2 separate regions of the Ovis aries genome follow, and region 2 is linked to region 1. Evidence: chromatin contacts called from public Hi-C data. All regions are on one chromosome and are shown on one strand. Each heading gives the region's core, a stretch centred on a gene start, on an enhancer-like site or on the middle of the called end of the contact. The rest is flanking DNA. Distances are from core to core; before and after follow the strand shown. Region 1 holds the start of ZNF608 (zinc finger protein 608). Region 2 overlaps ZNF608 (zinc finger protein 608).

Evidence for each region. Hi-C and Micro-C count contacts between places; a contact is called where the count stands out from the background.
Region 2: a Hi-C map of liver shows a contact between it and region 1, with 4 times the contacts expected there. The contact joins the enhancer-like site here to the promoter of ZNF608 in region 1. A contact is called at or near these places in 6 of 16 Hi-C or Micro-C datasets (hypothalamus, liver, mixed tissues and 3 more).

What each region holds. Positions count from the first base shown.
Region 1 is chr5:26,706,755-26,713,495 of ARS-UI_Ramb_v3.0, forward strand. It overlaps ZNF608 (zinc finger protein 608), which reads left to right and starts at 4,251. Exons shown (of 9, transcript XM_027969981.3): 1 at 4,251-4,539. The coding sequence starts at 4,498.
Region 2 is chr5:26,804,448-26,811,484 of ARS-UI_Ramb_v3.0, forward strand. ZNF608 (zinc finger protein 608) reads left to right here. Exons shown (of 9, transcript XM_027969981.3): 3 at 3,876-3,963; 4 at 4,471-6,913. Among named protein-coding and RNA genes, the nearest start is that of ZNF608, 97 kb to the left of the region's middle. Within about 2 kb of position 1,749, at least 25 of the 54 cell types and tissues checked have an H3K27ac peak or open chromatin away from gene starts, as enhancers often do. A contact at or near this core is called in hypothalamus and liver, where this site is marked.

The DNA.
Region 1 (6,741 bases), core at 3,001-5,500:
AATGTCTATCAATGCGTCCATGAGTCTCTCATGAGGAATATCCCATGGCAGTGTGAAAACCATCCGTGTCTTTCTTCCTTCCATAGTCCCATCCCCCATAGGGAGGGATGGGAAATATTTCTATGCCAGACCCTCTCTCTCCACTAGACATTTGCTGCGTGGCACTTTCTCCTGGTCCAGTGGTGTTTCAGGATATTGCAAAAACATTAAATGTTTGATCAAGAACAGTGCTCATCTCTTTTGGGGGACAGTTGTCTAGAGCTGGTTATTGTTGAAAATACAGAAACTTGAATTAGATTTAGGAAGCATGTGTGAAAAGACTGAGTTTTCTCTAAAAAATCTTTCCTAGGCCCCTGATAACTCAGTTGCTAAAGAATCCACCGGCAATGCAGGGGACCCCGGTTCAATTCCTGGGTTGGGAAGATCCGCTGGAGAAGGGATAGGCCACCCACTCCAGTATTCTGGACTGGAGAATTCCATGGATTGCATAGGCCATGGGGTTGCAAAGAGTCGGATAGACTGAGTGACTTTCATTTTCCCTTTCAGGTAGGAAATTCGGATGTCACCCATAGGTATAGTGAAGAATGCCTAGCGTTTGTGTGGGTGTCTCAATGAATCACATACTCCCTAGAAACCAGGTCGACTCCCCACAGCCCTGAGGCAGGTCTGTTCACATATAAGCCCAGACAGATAAGACTCTATCCCCATAATCTTCCTGGGCAGCCAGAGAGTTTCTCATTATGTCTAAATTAAGTTTCTTTTCTCATAATACAAGTCCATTTCCAGGTAGTGTTTTTCCTTTTTTCTTTTAAATAGCTTTGCTTTCTATCTTCCTCCTTGGTCTTGAGTACCTTTGTAGTGTCAAGGTTAGCATAGATTGAGAAAAGTTAGACTCGTATTTAGATTCCTTTCTAAATAAATCAAAATCCAAGGAATTATTTCTGATCCTTAGTGATATAGCATAAATCTGAGGAAATAGGTGCCAAAGAAAGATCACTGTGTTTTCTTGTGTTCCTGCCTGAAGCCCCTGGCCTCCTCAGCACTGAGCTCTCTTTTCTTAAAAAGGAGGAAAAGTCTTTTATCAGGATCTTCTGATCACCTAGTAATGGAAGCAGTAACTTTGCAGGGACAGAGTTGGTGATGGGGCTTGCTGGAGATGGGATAGCGCTCTTTAACTTCTCCTTTTACACTACCCTTCTGCTCTTCCCATGTCGTCATTTCTCCTGGACTCCTTTCCAGACAGCTCCTGCCCTCTACCAGGCAGGCACGAAAATGTAAAATTTCAAAGTGTGCATGTTATACAACAGTGTACTGGTATTATTAAGTGTATGGCTATCAGTATACAAACTGGTGGGTTCCCTGTTATCTTGATAAGAGATGAAGATAAAATTTTCTTTTCCAAACTATGGTAGAACTTCCCAATTTGTGAGAGGAGTAGGTCTTATTTTCTAAGCAGTAGTTAATTATCTTAGTTTCATTCATCAATTAGCTGATAGCCCTCTGATGTCTCTTGATTGGCCCCTTTGTCAAACAAAACAAAACAAACACACACAAAGCCAGCAGAACAACTCTGGTTGATTCAAGCCTCTTGGCAGAACTTGGAGGGCAGGAGGTGGGGGTGGGGTATGAATGGAGTGTGGAAATGTTGGAATGGAAGGGAAATGCTTGAGTTGATCAAAAGTGGTTTGGGTTAAATATGTTACTGAATTTGGCATAAGCCTTTATCTTTAACCAAGTGGGGTTTATTAGAGAAGATTTAAGAATTAGGGTTAGGTATTGTTTGAAGTTAGGGTTAGATCAGATCATTTGAGTATTAGGAAGCCTAAACTTTGGTTTTCGTTACACTAAATCTACACTGCAGACCCTGTGGTTTGCTTTTACCAACCAAGTGTGTTGGAGGAGTGCTTCTACCCTTTTTGAACTTCATCAGGTCTTATTTCTGTGACTTTTTGAGTCTTTTTGTTTTAAAAGCTAATTATTGATTTTTTCCAAGCTGATACAATATACAGGGTAGCCATGGACTTTTAAAGGCTGAAAAGCAGATGACCCTTCAGGGACACAGGAAATGCCTGAGTGATCTGGTCCTTTGAGGAACCACTCTTCTAAAAGAGGAAAAGTTCAAAATCAGTATGTATGCTCTATTAGCAATGGGACACACACAAATTGTAAACCTGTCCATTCAAAAATATACAACAAATATCAAAGTTAAAATAAGGGGTAAGTGGGTATCAGATTATCTCTTTGCCCTGTTTGTCAATGTATAGCTTTGCTTTGAAAGTAAATCTTTTTAGGCAGATCTAAGTACTATTCTAGGACTTCCCTGGTGGCTCAGACGGTAAAGCATCTGTCTACAATGTGGGAGACCAGGGTTCGATCCCTGGGTCGGGAAGATCCCCTGGAGAAGGAAATGGCAACCCACTCCAGTTACTATTGCCTGGAAATATCCCAGGGACAGAGGAGCTTGGTAGGCTACACTCCATGGGGTTGCAAACAGTCGGACACGACTGAGCAACTTCACTTTCACTTTCAAGGACTATTATAGATTCATTCCTCTGGTTTATGTACCTCAGCAAGGGATGGAAACTGCTGTTTATTACTATTTGCAGCTTTGAATAAAGTTCATCTTGGGTAGTGAAACGACTAATTGGCAATAAAAAAAAGAACTAAAGATATTGAAAGTTCAAACACGAGTCACAGACGTTACCTAAAACATGTGACATATTTTTATTGATCCACAAGGTCATCACTGAATATTTACATCATAAGCAATCTTCTGCTAGCTCTAATTCACATTATATGTCCAGTTTGACTCAGTTAAGACACATTCTTAAATTTTAACTGTCATGCAGAAATTACAATCCTAGTAGTGCTGGATCTTTAAAACTTAGGATCATGACGCTTTCAATTAAATTTGAAAAGTCACCCTTGACTTTAAAATTTCCATATTACAGCTCCTAAAAGTGACAGAAAATAACAATGAAAAATTAAAACTAAAAGTGCTTTAAAAGCTTGATATATATAAATACATTCGCTTAAGTATATTCAGCGTTATATACAATACTGAACTTGTTATTTCATATTAACCTCTTTTGTCCTGTGACCGCAGAGTTCCATTAACTTGGTTGTTGGCATTTGTCCTACAATACATTCTAAAATATTTTCGTATTCTCAGTGAATCGCATGGTGTTGCCTTCTGAGGACTTTGACACTGGCTCTCCCCAAGAGGGGGTTAAATATTTGGAGTAAGGGGAACTTTGACAATCCCTCGGCTCAAAAATGGCACAGGGACTGTTTAAAGGGGTTAATCTTCCTAGTATATTTATCTCCCACAAATCGATTTTTAAAAAAATGAGGCTGGCCCGAGGTGTTAATATGGTTGGCTGGGACCTTATTTATTTTTAATTTTTTTGGAGCTGCCTAGGACCAGGTGGGAAAGCTTTGTTACTATTCCAGGGAAGAACCATTCACGTAGTGGTGGTTAAATGGTTGCTAGTGTTCACACTTCATTGCTTGTGGACCAGAAGCCTGGGAACAAAAGGGTTACTTGTTTCCCCACCACTGTGTCTTCACCTCCAGATCGATTTTTCTTATTTAATCAGCGAGTAAAATGAGAGACACAGGGAAAGAAAAAAAAAAAAAAAATTGGAAGAAGGGCAAAGTGGTGGGGGAGGGTTGAAAGCCAGAAGCTGCAATACAGAAAATCAGTCTTGGGAGTTCGCGCTGCCGAGTCCTCGCAACACGGAAGGAAAGCCAGCAAAACGCTCGCAGTCATTTCCACACAGCCAGCCTCCCTTTTCTCCTCGCTAGGCGCTAGTGGCTCATTTGGCTTCCCTGTGCCACCGAGCGATCACATACATTATTTCCCCCAAGATAACACAATCAAACTTGTATTTACCGACATCCTCTCCTCGCAGCCTGTTTGAGATTTAATAAATAAGTGTTTTATGTGAATGATGTAGTAATTGAAACGGGCGTACCATTTTTTTTTTCTTCTTCATCTTACTGCAGGAGGTTTCTCAACCCCAATCTGGTTGGAAAATAAAACGCTTTGTCTCCACAACCACCCCCCACCGCACCCCCACCCGTTCTCTGTGTGTGTTTTATACGTGTGTATATCTCAACCCCCTACAGTAGCCAAGAGAAAGCAGCTAACCAATGAGAGAGCCTAGTTTCATAAAAGCTGCTCTCTGATTGGCCCGATGAGAAAGGGCAATGGGAACAAAGAAAAGTCCCTTTCAGGTATAGAGGCTGAGAGCTCCTTTTGCTCCACTCCCCCTGTGTGTGTGTGTTTCAGTCCTGATTTCAGTGTTGCAGAACAAGCTTGTGTGTGTGCACCAGGGGGATTTTTCTTTTCCTTTTTTTTTCTTTTAATTTTTGCTTTTATAAAAAAAATACACAGGACAGTCTGTGACATTTGATGGTCCATCTTCTTTAATAATAAATTTGTTGAAGAGATTATAATTTCCAAAATAAAGCGGCTGCAACCAAACACATTCAATGCAGTTAGAAGGAAAAGGTCAACTCGATCCAATACAGACCGTAAGTACGGTTGCGTGGTGTGTCTCTCTATAGCACTTAGCGGGGACTTCATGCAGGGGAATGTGCGAGTTTTATGCATTGAAATGAGGAACTAGTTACAGGGTTTGGCTTTTGCATTGAGAACAACAACCCAAGAAGGGTGAATTTTTATTCAGTGGAGGGTGAAGCATTTGTAACTTCTTCACACAAATTAAGCTTGACTGGGCACTCGGGGTAACTTAAGAGTAAATTACCTTTGGGGCTCTCACCCAAGGAGAATAAAGTGACACAGTTACAAATCCTGATCTGCAGTGTCCATTCTCTAGCGCACCTCACCTCTCCCTCTCCTGTCCTAGCAGGGCAGGACCCTCCTCAAAACCGAGCCAGGAAAATGGGAGCAAGGGCAGAATAAGCCGATTTCTGTCTCTTGTCACATCCAGTGCCCAATAATTTAATATTAAACAAGGGAATAGTCACCCACTACATGTAATGGTTATAATTACCATTTTCCACCTCCTTAAAAAAGCAAGCTGCGAAAACACCATTAAGGGGGAAAAAATGCCCCACCCAACCCAAACAAACCCACAAATAGTAACAATGGTGTGTTTATTACAGGACCTGGCTTGGAGCTAGTAAAATGTTTTTCTTTGTTTAAGACATGAGGGGGGGTTCCCTAAAATCCAAGTAGTGTGGAGGTGCCCTATCCCCTCGACTAGTCTTCTCCATCCCTGGCCACTTGGCAAAGCCGACAAATTGGAGATAAGTTGAGGAAAGGTTTATAAGGTGTTTCTTTAAAACATCTGCTTTGCTCTTGTGCTCATTACATTTCACTCCTTCCGAACTTCCGAGAGCCTAGATCTGCGAGAAATGTTTCACATTCATAACTTGTAGCTGCTCCCACTGCAAGGGCGGGGGTGGGGTGGGGGGGAGGCGGCGAGGCGAGGGGAGAAGAGTGTGTGCAGGGGGAGGGGAGAGACCTTCAGGTTTTTTTTTAAAGACCAGATCAGTATTTTCTTGATACGCTTGTCACCATTTTTGTTCTCACGACAACCAATTGAGCCCTTGATCCTCACGTGATGTGAAAGGCTTGCACTGTAACAAAATCGCTCCTTTTAGATGGTTGGTTGTTGCTAACTCGCCCATCCCCCTCTCCCAGCCCCGACATTTCCAGCAAAGCGACTCTCCACTTCCAATCCATCAACAATTCATTACTGCTTTTAGCTTCCAAACGCCAGCTAATTAAAAATACTAAGCCAAGCTCCGGGGCCATCTGACTAAACACAGGAGGTGGTGGGTGAGGGAGGAGGAGGAGAGAAAAATAAAAAGGAGGCGCACCGTTTGCTGCGACTATAAATGGGAAAAACTGTCCTGAAAAAGGTCGCCTTAAAAAAAATTTTTTTTTTTTACTCTAATTATCGAATTACCACATGACTGATTGGCTTGAGCGACAGCGGATTTTTCCCCCCCCCCTCGGGGACTATACTAGGAACTCGGTTCCTTTTTCTTAAAACAACATAAAACAGGAAAACATCACATCCTTTCAGGTTTCGAAGACTGAACCAATTTTAAACGCCGTTATTTTCCCCACCCCGCCGCCCGCCGCCCCGAGCGAATGCTGTTCTAACTGGTTTATCAGCTCACTGAATCATCTGCTCCCCTCCCCCTCCACACCTTTCTTTTTCTCCTCTGGTTCAGCTTCTCATCCCACCCTTTCCTCCTCCTCTTCCTCCTTCCCCTCGGTCCCTCTCTCTCCCCCACCCCTTTCCCCCCTCCTTTCCTCTTAAGTTAGTTCAAGAAATCAAATCTGTCAGGACGGGCGGAAAAATGCCACTTCCCGACTAACAGGCGGAATCCAGCCCAGATTTTCAGTCCTTTCTCCTTATTCTTTCTTCCCTTTCACTAATTTATCCCGATGTTAGCACATTCTGTCTTGTTACTAGCGGACGCCTGTAGGTTTGCTACATGGGATCATTACTTACTGATCACGGTGACTCTGAAGTCTGGAACTGAAGGCGGAATGAGAAGTTGGGAAAACTTTTTTCTCTAAGCGCTCTCTTTTTTAAAACTATTATTCTCGATGCTTGTTAAGAGGAAAAAAAACCCTTTGGTGCTTCTGTTGTGAATGTGAAACATTATCTTCCAGCTGTACAGTGACACATTTTTTTTAAGGAGAAAAGGACTGATCCGTTTGCCAAAGGGGGGGGTGGGGAGGTGGAATAATGT
Region 2 (7,037 bases), core at 499-2,998, 95 kb after region 1:
TGGGATCTCAGGGCTCTTTTGGCTTGTAGAGGCAGGGAAGGGGCTCATGTTATAGAATGCAGATCACCTTCTTATTAAAGTGTCTTGTAGTGGTAATGCTTTGTGGGGGCGGCAGCTTAGATGGTACATTAGGATCTAAGACATACCCTTAACACAAGGAAGAAAACTCTATGTGGGAAGCACACTCAAACCACCAGGTGCTCTTTGCAGCTTTATTTTTTCTTCATGGGTAGTAATCTTAAGATATTTTTCAAATATAAAGTATTACAGGGCAGGCATTATTAGCATTTTGAGAAAAACCATGCCCAGTCTGTGGGTGGGAAAAGTGAAAAGTAAAAATGTTAGCTGCTCAGTTGGGTCCAACTCTTTGGGACTCCATAGACTGTAGCCCACCAGGTTCCTCTGTCTATGGGATTCTCCAGGCAAGAATACTAGAGTTGTAGCCATTCCCTTCTCCAGGGGATCTTCCCAACCCAGGGATTGAACCCAGGTCTCCTGCATTGCAGGCAGATTGTTTACGTCTGGGCCACCCAGGAAGCCTCATGTGGGTAGGAAGGGAAGATGATCAATCTGGTGGGATACTTGAGAAGATAAAGATGAAAAGGACTTGTACAGTGTCCCCAGCACCTGACAAATTGGCAAGATGTTTGAAAGAATAAATATGCAGTAAAATTAATTCTTTTGGAATAAATGTACATTTATTTTTAGTTTATGTGAGAAAAATAACCATACCCAGATTTATAAAATTTGAACTTTTAAAAGGACTCATTTTCACAAAAGTATAGTCTGTTTTCTATCACCACGGGTTAGAAAGTGTTCAAGATGTGACTTCAAAAAGATAAGTCCTTTATATGTTTTTTTAGAGTTCAACACTACCTTTGTACTTGGCCCCTCACGATAGGATGTTGTCTGAACACAGACTTCCTGACAAAGAAACAGTATGCTTTGTAGTTTATATGAGAAGCGTTCCTTAAGCCCTCATTCCCATAGAGCAGATTGGGCCACATAAACATGTGCATGCCTGTATTCTGCACGTGAATTCTAGGCTGACATAAATATTCCATGACATTGTGAAGTGGATTGTGCATATAAGGGAAAAATAGACCAAACACACGTATTTAATTAGAGAAACTATTCACATCTTCCCAGGATTAGAGCATTCATTTTGAGCATCTTTTAAAATATGGAGCATCTAGGAAAATTAGCCTAACTTATTGAGGCCCTTTTAGGTTGAAAATGGACATTTTTTAAAAAGAATTTTATTCCCACCAAGTGCTAATAATGGTGATTTTTACTTGTACTTAGATAAGTGTGGCGTCTAGAAACAGTATCAGGAGATGGGAATAGTTTTGCAGTGTGGAGTTGTTTCGCCTGTGATAGCTTCACCCGAAAACTCCACATACTCAGTGATTAACTCCTGCATATTGGGGTCCGTCCTCTCCGGCTCCCAGGTTTCCCTTTGTCCTGTTCCAAGACCAGGAATTCGATGCTGGGGGTGGTGTGCAGGCTGATGTGCTTCATGGAGCAACTTTGCGTGGGTCGTGGTGGGAAACTCAGCGCGGTCACGTGGACAGTAGCCTTTCATCACACGGATCAGCCCGCATTGATTTACGCAGCTGGCCAGCCCTCTGTCCCCAAGAGAACCCGGGCCTGGGGAGCGTGCCCCCGCCTCGTGGACCGTCCACCGCTGCGGCAGCCGGGCCGCCGCCTCTTCCCCCGGCGATACTCCTTTATCCCCAGCCTTTGCTCCGGGCGGCCGCCCTCGGCTCAGCCAATCAGACGCTGGCGTTCCCAGCAGGCGCCGGCCAATCCATGGCCAGCATTTGCTGGAAACGCGAAACCCTTAGGGGAAAAGCAATAACAAAAGCCTTTCACTGCAGACAAATGTTAAGTGTCTGCGCAGACTTTTCCTGTTTTTAATTTTATTACTGTAAGAATGGAGGGTTTGTTGTTTCTTTCATGTTTCCTTTCAAGCAATTTTAATTATACATTTGTGCTACATCAGGGACTCAGGAACGCAGTGATTCAGCCTATTGCATCTAAAGCTAAAATGCAGTAACCTTCTGGCAATACAGATATATTCCTGCGCTGTAAATATAGCTGACATGCTAAAGAATTTTAAGCAGCTGCAAAGGTCTTTGACACCACACACACTGCCCCAGAGAGCAAATGATGAGAAAACCAGCTCCGTCTTCCCCTTCGCCTGGTCTCCACCCCTCCCTTTTCCTGAAGGGTTGTGCTCATAAAGAATCCTTTCCTCCAATTCTTCTGTCTTGTGCACATTTTTACCAAATGCCTAATTACCATTGACTCTCATCTCAATAAGCATTTTTATACTCAATGACTTGAGTGTTATTTTTTTTTTTTTCCTGTGAAGGAATTAGAATGGAATCAACTATGATTTGAGGAAACGCTTACTTTCCTTCATGTAATCTCCCCTCCCCCCCCCACCACCATTGATATAGTGAGTAAATTCAGCTGTCACCTAAGTAATAGTAACACAGACCATATGGGAAACAATTTTTAAATCTCTTTTTGGGACTTTTGAAAGAAATCCTTTCTTCCCCACTACTTGAGTCCCAACTATCCAAATATTTTACCTGCTATTAAAGACATTCCCAAGGAAATGAGTCTTACCTTGTGAGGGGTCCCTTACCACAGAGGAGTTCAATACAAGTTCTCTGCAGAATTCAAATAGCAGTGAGCAAGTGTGTAAGCCAGCTAAAAATAGACTTTGAGTATTATCTCTTGGTGTTTCCAAGGAAGAAGGGAGACTGGTGGTTTATAGAAACTAAGACACACTTACTTTATTTCTTTACCCTAATAGTTTATATATGTCTCAAAAGCAAAATCTACCTCCTTTTAATGTGTGCTTTTAAAGAAATGAGTTGTTTTTTATTATTATTTTTTTTAAGGCACTTGTCCTCTGGAGAAATAAAGAGGATGTTATATTTTGTTTCCCTCTGACATTTGGTATACTAAGTGCACTTAAGTTTAGTAATTCACAGATGCAGTGCTAAATTAAATTGTCTGTCTGCAAAGCAGTTGGGAAAAGCAGAATGGCTTGCAGGAAACAAGTGTGTTCGTTTTGAGGGTTGTTTTTTTTTTTTTTTTTCCTTATCCTCTGTGGCAAATGCTTACTAAAGCTGATTCTAAAGATAACCCCAAGAGCAAACCTATTGTGTACATATATTTTCTTAAGAGGGCTATTTTAGGAGTCCTTACTATGAAACAAGACCAAACAGTGAAATAGATACCATGCTAAGGCTAATTCTTGTCTCACAAAGCCAGAGAGGAGAGGATTAGGAAGAATAAATCATAGCTGATTGTCTCCTATCTGAGCTCCAAGCTCCCTCTTGCATGCACATCATTTTTTTCCCTAAATAAAAATCACCATTATTTTATATTATTGAATTGGAAACAAAACCGATTCCTTTCAGTCACTTTCTGTTTTAAGCACTGGTAACTGGCGCTTAGTTTTTGTTGGCTGCTTGCCAAACGAAAGCAATTATGTGTAATAATAGAAAAATTAAGAGGTGAGTGTTGCTGTTTTACAGCAGGACATGGCAAAAACCATTTCCTTCTGTCAGCAGTATCTTGATTACCCTCTCACACACAGCCTTACCCTTTTGTACCACACAAGTATCTCATGAACACACACACACTTACACACACACACACACACACACACACATGATTTCCTGTGGGTTTTTGCTTGAGGTCACTGAAACCAGAAAGAGGAAGCATGCAAACCACAGCTTTTGAAAGCAAATGAGAATAGAGCTTTGCTGGTAAAAAGTATAGTAATAATAAATGAACTAGAAATAGGGTAATTTGTGCTAACCTTGGTCCTTCTTCATTCCCCACTCCTGCAGGTGTCCTAGTGGTCAATGTCACGTGGAGGAACAAGACTTACGTAGGGACCTTACTGGACTGCACCAAGCACGACTGGGCCCCTCCCAGGTAGGCACGGGGCCTTTGATTTCAGCCTCTGTCTTTCTCTCCTCCTTCCTCTTCTTCCCCTCTCCTTCTCTTTGCAAGGAAACTACAGAGAGAGATTAATAATACTTAAAAGTCAGTTTGTAATTGAAACCAAGCAAAAGAGCAATGAGCAATTCAGGATTGAACACAATAAAATGCAGATGCCACATTGCTTGTTTTTTGGGTGATCGCTATTTCCTGCCCCTCCTTTATCTCCTTTGTTTTCTTTTTTGTCAACATGGGAATTTGAACTGCATCGAAAACTTAGCTACCTGAGCTGGTTTTCTGAGGAAGACCATAAGCCATTGGTAGCCTGATCTGTCATAGGTATTGAAATTGTCAGTGGAAGAATTGGGTGTCTTTTCCTCATCTGGGCCCAGCGCTCAAGCTGCTGGGGTGTTGACTGCTCTTTACTACATTGCGTGCCTTGTGATTTCACCTGGCTCCTTTGGAAATGCTCGTTTTGACCGCTGTTACTTGCTTCCCTAGGTTCTGCGAGTCACCAACCAGCGACCTGGAGATGAGAGGGGGCCGAGGCCGAGGGAAAAGAGCAAGGTCTACCGCAGCTGCCCCGGGCTCGGAGGCCAGCTTCATAGAGTCCAGAGGGCTGCAGAACAAGAACAGAGGAGGGGCCAATGGGAAGGGGAGGCGGGGCAGCCTCAACGCCAGCGGGCGGAGGACACCCCCGAATTGTGCTGCTGAGGACATCAAAGCCAGCCCCTCCTCCACCAACAAAAGGAAAAACAAGCCTCCGATGGAGCTAGACCTGAACTCCAGCTCCGAGGACAGTAAGCCCGGGAAGCGTGTCCGCACAAATTCCAGAAGCACTCCCACCACCCCTCAAGGGAAACCAGAGACGACTTTTTTGGACCAGGGCTGTTCTTCTCCTGTGTTGATTGATTGTCCCCACCCAAACTGCAACAAAAAGTACAAGCACATCAATGGCCTCAGGTACCACCAGGCTCATGCCCACTTAGACCCAGAGAACAAGCTGGAGTTCGAACCAGATAGTGAGGACAAGATCTCAGACTGCGAGGAGGCCTTGAGCAACGTGGCGCTGGAATGCAGCGAGCCAAGCACAAGTGTATCAGCTTATGAGCAGGTGAAGGCGCCAGTGTCCCCTGGCTCAGGGAACCCCCCCGGCACCCCCAAGGGAAAGAGAGAGCTCCTGAGCAACGGCCCAGGTTCTGTTATTGGAGCGAAGGCTGGGAAGAATTCTGGCAAAAAGAAGGGTCTTAACAATGACCTCAATAATCTTCCAGTCATCTCCAACATGACAGCCACCTTAGACAGCTGCTCAGCAGTGGACGGCAGTTTGACTGTGGAAATGCCCAAACTGGAAGCAGAAGGATTAATTGATAAGAAAACTTTGGGAGAGAAAGAAAAGGGCAAAAAAGCCAACAATTGCAAAATGGACAAAAATCTCTCTAAACTTAAAACTGCCCGGCCCATTGCGCCTGCCCCGGCTCCCACACCCCCGCAGCTAATCGCTATTCCCACTGCAGCCTTTCCAAGCACCACTACGGGGACCATACCCGGACTGACCACAGTTGTTCAGGCCACACCAAAGAGTCCTCCGTTAAAACCCATTCAGCCAAAGCCCACAATTATGGGGGAGCCCATCACCGTGAACCCAGCCCTCGTGTCCCTCAAGGACAAAAAGAAAAAGGAGAAGCGAAAGCTGAAGGACAAAGAAGGGAAAGAGACGGGGAGCCCGAAAATGGATGCAAAGCTGGGCAAACTCGAGGATGCCAAGGGGACTGGGAAAGATTTATCCGGACATTTTTTAAAGGACCATCTCAGCAAGAATGAAGGGCTGGCAAATGGACTGTCTGAGTCTCAAGAGAGTCGAATGGCTAGTATCAAAGCTGAGGCTGATAAGGTTTACACTTTTACAGACAACGCTCCCAGCCCTTCCATCGGGAGTGCCTCAAGGATGGAGTGCAGCACTTTGGTGAACGGACAGGCGCCCATGGCCCCGCTGCACGTGCTGACCCAGAACGGAGCCGAGAGTTCTGCGGCCAAGACGAGCAGCCCCGCCTACTCAGACATCTCCGATGCTGCTGATGACGGTGGTTCTGACAGCAGGTCAGAGGGCGTGAGGTCGAAGACCAGTTCCCCATCAGATATACTCTCTAGTAAGGACGGCGCTGCGAAAGGACATTCTTCAACGACAGCACAATCATCTCAAATGAAAGAGTCCCACTCTCCCTATTACCATGGCTACGATCCTTATTATTCTCCCAGTTACATGCACCCTGGGCAAGTGGGCGCCCCTGTAGCTGGGAATGGCGGGAGCACCCAGGGGATGAAGATCAAGAAGGAGTCTGAGGAAGAAGCGGATAAGAAAGACAAGGCAGAGCAGCTCGAGGCTAAGAAAGTGGACCATAATCCTGCATCCTTACAGCCTCAGCACCAGTCGGTGATCACCCAGAGACACCCGGCCCTGGCTCAGTCACTGTATTACGGCCAGTATGCCTACGGGCTCTATATGGACCAGAAGTCTCTGATGGCCACCAGCCCTGCCTATAGACAGCAGTATGAGAAGTACTATGAGGACCAGAGGCTGGCAGAGCAGAAAATGGCCCAAACTGGGAGAGGAGACTGTGAAAGGAAAAACGAGCTCCCTTTGAAAGAGCTGGGCAAGGAGGACAGTAAACAGAAAAATATGCCATCGGCCACAGTCTCAAAAGCTCCCTCTACTCCGGAGCCTAACAAAAACCATTCTAAACTAGGGCCATCAGTGCCTAATAAAACTGAGGAGACAGGTAAATCGCAGCTTCTCTCCAGTCACCAGCAGCAGCTTCAGGCCGACAGCTTCAAAGCTAAGCAGATGGAAAACCACCAGCTTATTAAGGAGGCTGTAGAAATGAAATCTGTCATGGACTCTATGAAGCAGACAGGTGTAGACCCAACCTCGAGATTTAAACAAGTAAGATTGGGGAGCGTGGCCCCCACAGGGAGAGAGCAGCCTGAGATTTGTACATGGCTGGTCTTGATCTGGTTAGAATTCTTCACAGGAAATCAACCAAGGGTTCCTTAGGCTGGATTTCTCT